3 separate regions of the Mus musculus genome follow, and all the other regions are linked to region 2. A link is a contact called in public promoter capture Hi-C data. All regions are on one chromosome and are shown on one strand. The core of a region is the stretch at or near the end of the contact, and the rest is flanking DNA. Distances in the headings are between cores, read along the strand shown.

The links. Promoter capture Hi-C pulls out the DNA fragments that hold promoters and counts their contacts.
Region 1: a contact with region 2 is called in a promoter capture Hi-C map of cranial neural crest. The contact joins the promoter of Mcidas here to the promoter of Foxd1 in region 2. A contact is called at or near these places in 2 of 39 promoter capture datasets (cranial neural crest and frontonasal cranial neural crest) and 1 of 484 Hi-C or Micro-C datasets (embryonic stem cells).
Region 3: a promoter capture Hi-C map of cranial neural crest shows a contact between it and region 2. The contact joins the promoter of Isl1 here to the promoter of Foxd1 in region 2. A contact is called at or near these places in 2 of 39 promoter capture datasets (cranial neural crest and maxillary cranial neural crest).

The regions. Positions count from the first base shown.
Region 1 is chr13:112,992,478-112,995,177 of GRCm38.p6, forward strand. Mcidas (multiciliate differentiation and DNA synthesis associated cell cycle protein) reads left to right here and starts at 1,391. Exons shown (of 7, transcript NM_001037914.3): 1 at 1,391-1,511; 2 at 1,611-1,707; 3 at 1,880-1,971. The coding sequence starts at 1,395.
Region 2 is chr13:98,352,967-98,355,666 of GRCm38.p6, forward strand. It overlaps Foxd1 (forkhead box D1), which reads left to right and starts at 1,279. Exons shown (of 1, transcript NM_008242.2): 1 at 1,279-2,700. The coding sequence starts at 1,654.
Region 3 is chr13:116,308,422-116,311,121 of GRCm38.p6, forward strand. It overlaps Isl1 (ISL1 transcription factor, LIM/homeodomain), which reads right to left and starts at 1,267. Exons shown (of 6, transcript NM_021459.4): 1 at 974-1,267; 2 at 1-42. The coding sequence starts at 1,001. RefSeq lists promoters at 1,064-2,700, 1,066-1,444.

The sequences.
Region 1 (2,700 bases), core at 141-2,640, about 15 Mb after region 2:
TCTCTCTCTCTCTCTCTCTCTCTCTCTCTCTCTCTCTCTCTCTCTCTCTCTCACACACACCCCACAACCTCACAGCTCAGATGCACACCTTAACTCAGTTCTTATAAATAGGTGTCTCTAAGTCTTTTCACCCATTATCCACCACTGCTAAGAATATATTGATTCTTAATTCAGCTAATGGGTGCAAATCAAAAGGTCTTTCACATATATTACTTGATATAGGGCAAGAGCAAGGTGCCCAGCAGAAAGGTACACAAATTTCTATTTCAGATGCTTGTTTACATTGGACTGATCTGGGTGGTCCCCCAAAAGGTCCCTTCATCCAAAGATGCTCTATTCTGAGAGATGTCTTTTTCTAGTAGACTCAGATTCTGGAAGATGCTTCTTCCTGGGAGAGAATTGACTTGAAGAGATCTGTGTAGGAGGAGAGGCCAGCTGTAAAGAAGACAGCCAAATGCTGAGATAGTCAGCGAAGCCACCAGAATTTTAGGGGATTTGCAAATGTCCACAGTAGGGTTTTTCAGATACTGGAATAAATGTTCGTTCCCTCCCCTCCCCTCCCCTCCCCTCCCCTCCCCTCCCCTCCCCTCCCCTCTCCTATCCTCTCCTTTTCTTTTTTTCCTCCCTGAGACACACTTTTAGCGCAGGTTGGCCTATGAGCCAGCACGCAGCTCAAGCTAGATTCAAACTGGCTTCAGTACTCTGCTTCAGTACTGTCACTTTTCTTGATCCTTAAAAAAAGATGTGCTTAGGCACCACCATTTCCGGGAAAGTTACAAGGCTAGAGTACAGAGCAGAGCTTTGGCAGTAGGCGAGAATGAGAGATCAAATGAAATCCATACGTCAAAATCCAAAGTACTGTTCAGATTTAAGGGCAGTTTCTGTAATCTAGAGGCTGACCTGGGAGAACCCTTTATTTCCCTACTAGAACCTGATAGGCAAATTCCGGGAGTCTGGCGACGGTCACTCCACATTTATTGTATGCTTTGTCTTTAGAGTGGGAAGAAGAAAATCAAAGAATTGCTAACTTTTCTCATCCCCGCGGTCCGCAAACTGGAAGGCTAGGGACCGGTGGTGGCATCTGCGCTCTCTCTCCTATCCCCGCCCCCTTTCGCCTGGCGCGGCCAAGATGCCGCGGCGCCAAAGGGCGCTCGCGGGCCCGGGCCCCGCGCTCACAGCTCCCGGGGGAAGCCAGGTTGCCAGGTTGGTTAACGCCTCCGCCCGCGCGCAGATTGTCCCGGGCTGAAGGCGCCACCTCTGGCGCTCAGGCGCGAGCCGCCCCTCCCGCACAGCCCTTGTCCTCCAGGCCCTCCCTCTCTGCCCCTTCCACGCGCCGTCGCCCGCCTCAGGCACCGACAGGTGCCGCGGCACTGGGTGTGGGTCTTCATCCCAGGATGCAAGCGTGCGAGGGCAGCGCAGCCGGACGCCGGGCCTTCGACAGCATCTGCCCCAACAGGATGCTGGACCTGTCGCGGCGGACCCTCGGCAAGCCCGGGAAGCCGGAGAGGAAGGTGGGGATCCTCCCGCTGTGGTCCTGGCTCTGGGAGAGTCTGCCAGCCCGGCGCTCCGAACGCTGACCATGTGCATCCCCCGTTTCTGTGCCTGGCCAGTTCGTTCCTTCGTGGAAGTCCTTTTCGGGATGCGGTGGCGGCAGCCCGGTGGCGGTGTACGAGGACCCTCCGGACGCAGAGCCCGCCCCACTGCCAGGTGAGCCCCGAGGCACCTGCACAACCCGATTATCCATGCCGGGTGGGTGACGCGCACACGGTCCGCAGCCCCTTCTCCCCCTGGTTCCGAGGTCCTCACTGAGGGTCCTGGTGGCGACCTGGCAGAGGCTTAGGGTTCGCTGGGTGCCTGTCTCCCGATCTCCCCCGCGCAGCTCTCACAACCATAGACCTGCAGGACCTCGCCGACTGCACCTCGCTGCTCGGAACCGAAGCGTCTCCTAGTGGTGATTCGTCCGCGTCGCAGGTACTCTTTCCCTTGAGCGGATCACAGCCAACTATCGACCCAACCACCCAACCAGAAAACTGATGGGTTTATTTCCTCAAAGGTCTCAAGATGGACTGGGAGCACAGGTGCATTGAGCAGAGTGCAGCAAGCCAAACCTCCTAGACCCCAATTTTCCCCTCCCTTGTAGTATGTGCTTAAGTTCTCGTTTCCAGAGCCGGTCTGGCTGACATTTACTGCAGGGCCCCTTGTCATTCATATGAACAAGGCAATTTGGAGCTGGTGGGCCGAGGAGCTGTGAATAGAATAACTGTCTTGTTTGTCACCCACTTCCAGGCCCTCGGGAACCATTTGTATTTCATGGGTACTAAAGAAGTATGGAAGTCACTGGGGGAAACGGACAAAGGACTCTGTAAACAAGCTAGTGGAAAACGGTCCATCTTCAGAGATGGACGTTGGGCATCTGGCTGCTTAAAAAATCTTATTCTGCTCGCCGCAAAATTCTAGTTTCTTGCCGTCTTGAGGAAGAGAGACTCCCCCTCCCCTTCCTTCTAAATATGTCATCTTAACTCATCCAATTTCCACATCTTGCCATCGCTGACACATCCCAGTCAGAGGCACCTCTCAGCTCTGGTGCCTTAGAAGCCAAGGGCTTGATGCTTCTTTGGTGGGACATGAAGTGTCCAGAAGGACAGGTAGTCTTATCCAGGTGAAGGATAAATCCACAGGAAGAGGTACTTCCAGTTTTCT
Region 2 (2,700 bases), core at 29-2,528:
ATGGCGATTTTAACCAGAAAGTTAAACTGGTAAGGCAAAGTTCCCTATTTGAAATCGAAACATCTCAGAAAAGGCAAACATCCAGAAAGCTAGGCTATCAAAATGAATTCGGATTACACAATTATTCGGATTTCCCGCCAGCCAGAACAAAACATTTAGCTGGTGGTAAACACAGGTGACCTTAAAACAGAATAATACTTTAATCATCCCTATTAGCTTGCCACTTGGAAGAAAAATGAATCGAGTGGAGTTGCATCCTGCATTTAAAATTTAAAAGTCGGGTTTTTTTTTAAAAAAAAGAGTATAAAAAGCATTTAATGTATTTTCCAAAATAAAAAATTGATCTCAAAGTTCATCTTTGCTACTGTCCTTTCTACTATCAATCCTTCCGGAACAACACTGTGTGTAAGTTATAATAATTCCAGTATTTAGAAAGTAGTGTGAAATGCTCCTTTAGAAATACCTTTTATTGAAAAGTATAGCGCTCTTTTTCCTAACATCTCAACAGTGTTTGAGTTGCTGCTATGTGTAATTTCTGTGTGTGTTTGGGTTTTCATTACAATTTTCTATTTCTTTTCCTCATTCAACCATTGCTTGCTCTATTCCCATGGAATTTGTGAGATGCTCTCATTAGAGTGGCTTAGTTTAGCTGTCAAGTCTCTAGGGCATTCAATTGCAGATAAATGACCAAAACGCCAGCCTAACCGCATTTTTATTAACAGATGGCGGAAAACAAACGTCTTTGGAGAAGAACCGAAGGGAAAGGGTTAAAGGGTCAATAAACAATTATTACCGTGCTCAAAATGGGGGATTTTTCATCAGATTCCACAGGCGGAGACTGGCCCAGTCCAGAGAGCTGGGACACCCTACCAGACTCCCTCGCTCAATATTCCAGTGAGCACCTCACACATAGAGCAGTTGTCCCCAGTGGGATGACTCCTACAGGCCACTGGGTTGTCCAATCGAAGCGTCCCCGGAGCGCTTGAGATTAGGGTTGAGGGCTAATCCGGGAGAATAAGGCTGGGGGTTTGAACTCCTGTAGCTCTCGGGTCGGCTCGCGGCTGGCTAGGGTGGGATTCAGGATAGCCAATATCTTGGCAAGAAATAGTGGGCTTCAGTCTCCAACTCTTGCTGCTGCCCCTCCTGCGGGTGAACTTTCTCTTCCTACACGCCGATTCCCTCGCCTTTCTTTTCCTTCCCTGGGCCGCGCTCTGACGTGCACACCATGTGACAGGCCCCCTTCTGCTATAAGCACAGACAAGGTCCGCCCTCTTCTGGACTCAGCCCTGGCCTTGCCGAGCTCCGTTTCTAGATTCTCACTCCTCCCGCGCCCTTCTGGGCGCCCGACACCGACTGGCCCGCCAGGGTCCAGCCACCCCCTCCTGGACTAACCGGGCTAAAGGGACCACAGTGGAAAAGGTCAAGTCTAGAGCGCCCGCCACCCGGTGCCCGCCGAGCCGGGGAGCGCAAACACCTCGCACAGCCCTGCTCGCCAAGTAGCGGAGCGGAGCGGCCCCAGCCACCTCCTGCAGCCGCGCGTCGCAGAGTGGCGTCCTCGCTCCGGGTCCGCCGCTCCGGGATCGGCCTGGGGAGGCCAGGGAGCCGGGAGCCCGGTGCCCCTATGTGCCGCCGCGCCACCGCGCCGCCCCAGCTATGACCCTGAGCACGGAGATGTCCGATGCCTCCGGCCTCGCGGAGGAGACAGACATCGACGTGGTGGGGGAGGGCGAGGACGACGAGGAGGAGGAGGACGATGACGACGAGGGCGGCGGCGGCCGCGGCGGCGGCGGGTCCCGGTTGCCGAGCTCGGCCCAGCGGCGGAGGCGCTCTTACGCCGGGGAGGACGATCTCGAGGACCTGGAGGAGGAGGACGACGATGACCTGCTGCTGGCCTCCCGGCCCGCCGCGTCCCCCGCGCCTCCGGGTCCTGCGCCCGCCCCGGGGACCGGGTCGGGCGGCTGCAGCGGCGCCGGAGCGGGAGGCGGCGCGGGAGGTGGTACGGGCGCGGGCACGGGCGGGGGCGCTAAGAATCCGCTGGTGAAGCCGCCCTACTCGTACATCGCGCTCATCACCATGGCCATCCTGCAGAGCCCCAAGAAGCGCCTGACGCTCAGCGAGATCTGCGAGTTCATCAGCAGCCGCTTCCCTTACTACCGGGAGAAGTTCCCCGCTTGGCAGAACAGCATCCGTCACAACCTGTCGCTCAACGACTGCTTCGTCAAGATCCCGCGCGAACCGGGCAACCCGGGCAAGGGCAACTACTGGACGCTCGACCCGGAGTCCGCAGATATGTTCGACAACGGCAGCTTCCTGCGGCGCCGCAAGCGCTTCAAGCGCCAGCCGCTACTCGCTCCCCACGCGGCGGCCGAGGCGCTGCTGCTGCGCGGTGCGGGGCCGGCGGCGGGCGCAGGGGACCCGGGCGCCGCGCTTTTCCCGCCGCCGCCGCCACCGCCCGCCTGCGGCTACGGAGCCTACGGCTGCGCCTACGGCCTGCAGCTGCCACCCTGCGCGCCGCCCTCCGCGCTCTTCGCTGCCGCCGCCGCGGCAGCCGCCGCCGCCTTCCATCCGCACTCGCCCCCGCCGCCTCCTCCTCCTCCGCCGCCGCCTCCCGGTGCGGCCGCCGAGCTGGCGCGGACCGCCTTCGGCTACCGGTCACACGCGCTGGCTGCCGCCCTGCCCGGCCCTTTGCAGGCGGCCGCA
Region 3 (2,700 bases), core at 17-2,516, about 18 Mb after region 2:
TTTGATTGCCGCAACCAACACACAGGGAAATCAGACGTTTTTCTGAAATGAAAATAAATGCATGATTGACTAACCGTTTACTTCCTACAGAGATAAACACACTTTTAGTGTCGTTCTCTTATAGGGTGTATTCTGGAAGAATTTTTTTCTTTCCCTTTTTTTTTTTTTCTTGTTCTTCCCTTAAAGAGTATTGCACTTTGGGATGGTAATTGGAGTGTGCCATCAAAACCTTGACTCGCTTTTTTAAAAAGGGAGGTGGAATATATGTAAAACGCAGATTTGAATAGTCTACATTGTAAGCTTAGCACGCAATCAAACCCGCTCATTTTGTGTTTTCTCCCTCCTCCCTCTTTGCTATAATCATTAGGCAAGATTATGGATAAGTCATGTCAAAGAAAAGGTTTTGACTAGAAGCGTTAAAGCAACGCTGGGATGTCTATATTTTCCGTGAAGCACGTTCTTCAATAGCACGCGGGAATGGATATTGTTAGAAGAGTAGACATCAATACAGTTGTCACTCGCTCTCTTTTGCAAGTCTAATGCTAATTCATATCTGCCGGTGTGGTTTGTGCAGGCAGACCTTTGCTACATAATAACTTCTCCAAGAGCTCCGGAATCCGGAGGAGGAAATCACCGCTAAGCACCGGGCAGGCGGCTAGAGTTTGGGAGGGCACAGAGCATTCAAACACAAGGTATGATCAGTTTCTCAAAGATCGGAATTCACACCAAACATGCAAGCTGCAAGCGTGACAAGAAGAAAACACACACACACACACACACACACACACACACACACACACACACACACACACACACAACAGCAGCAGCAACAACAACAACAAAAGGACCACCTTCTCTTCTGTCTCTCCAGGCAGTGACTACAAATCCAAAGAGCCCTGTCATCGGTGCCTGAGAGAGACCCCCCCACACCACAACAGCACACCAAGCCCCACAAGGTTAAACCGCTTCTTACTTTTTGGTGGATCGCCCATGTCTCCCATATCTGTAAGAGGGAGTAATGTCCACAGTGAAATGGTGGTTGGACAATTGGTGAATAGCCCACAGAGAGGATGCTGGTGCTGTGGCTAGGTGGCAAATAGTGGCCCCCGGGGTTGCCAAAACTGGGGGAAACAGCTGCCCGGCTGCGCCGCGCCCTCGCAGATCTGGGAGTCCGATTTAAGCCGGCGGAGTTGGCAGAGCGGAGGCGCAGCAGCAGCGGCGGACTCGCACGGCTCGGGGCACCTCTCTTCCTTATCTCTTACTCAAACTTCTCAGCTCCAACTCAGCTCCATCGCCATTGGTCTGACGCAGCGCGCGGGGACGTCAGGCGAGCGCCGCGCCCATTGGCTGCGGGGCGCGCGGCGCAGCTGTTCTGATTATCATATTTCAGCCCCGGCGCCTCCGCGCGCCACTGCCCGCTCGGCGAGCCCGCAGGAGAGGATTAAGCCTCCCGAGGCCACGTCGCTCCTTGGGCGCCGGGTGGCCCGGGTCCCCGGCCGCCGCCTCCTTGTCCACCACCCCCTCCCCGCGCCTTCCCGGACGCGCCGCGTCGTGTCCTGGGGTTCCAGCGCCGCGGGCTCCCCGCGGACCTTGGGCTGCGCTGAGCTCGGGGCTCCCTTTTCTGCCGCCCGTGGCGAGTAGCTGGTGGGTAGGTCCTTCCTGTGAAGCGGGTCCCTACCGGGCTCCAGGAAAAGGGGGGCACTTGGAACGGGCCGCTTTCCTTCACTGACTCCCGTGCTGGCGCGCACAGCCCAGGGCTGGCCAATTTCGCTGCCTGCGGGAAGGGCGCATCTGCTGGAGCTAGCAGCGCGCTACGCGTTAGGGGACAAACCCGGAGTAGGACGGTTAGACCCAAAAGAAATGGGTTTTTTTATGACTTCGTTTTTGTGTTCTTTTTTTTCTTTCTTTCTTTCTTTTCTTTCTTTTTTTCTTTTTCTTGCTACCGTGTTGACCCTGTTACTCCCCAATCTGAGCTCTCCAAAGACTTGGGGTGGGAGGAAAGGGGAGCTTGTCTCCCTAGCGGACAATCGGGTTGGAAACGCAAAGGTCAAACGAAAAGGTAAAACGAATTAACTCCGAGGTTGGTTCCTTTCCTCCCGACCCGTGAGGTCTCCTGTTCAATTTTAAGTCTAGCATGAAAGTGTTCTAATCTAGAGTCAGAGTGCAGGACCCTAAAGTTTACGGGGGTGGGGTGGGGTTGTCCATGTCTGTCTATGGATCTGTTGTCCACTCTTTTTTAAGGCAAAGGTGCACTGGGCCCTTAAACGGCTTGGTAATTATAAGCGCAACTTTACAATATTCTCTAGAGACTTTTAAATCTTTTAGTATGAAGGCGTGAGCAGGGAGGGTCTGTTGCAAAAGAAGAGTGGGGCGCCTACTTCCCTCCCCTGAGGTTAGCTTTCTAATTTGTTTCCTCTGGGGAAGCCATCTGGAGGAGATGTTGGCTGCATCTCACCGGTAACTTTTGCCAATAATTTCTTTCCTGATTCCCCAAAATCTACAGTCTTTCAGAGGCAGTTATTAGGGGACACACAGAATTCCCACACTTCTGCCGGAGCTTCTAGAGGGACTTTGATCAGAGAGAGAGAGAGAGAGAGAGAGAGAGAGAGAGAGAGAGAGAGAGAGAGAGAGAGGCTACAAACAGAATCGTAGAAGGGTTCAGCTTGTTTTTTTTTTTGTTTGTTTGTTTTGTTTTGTTTT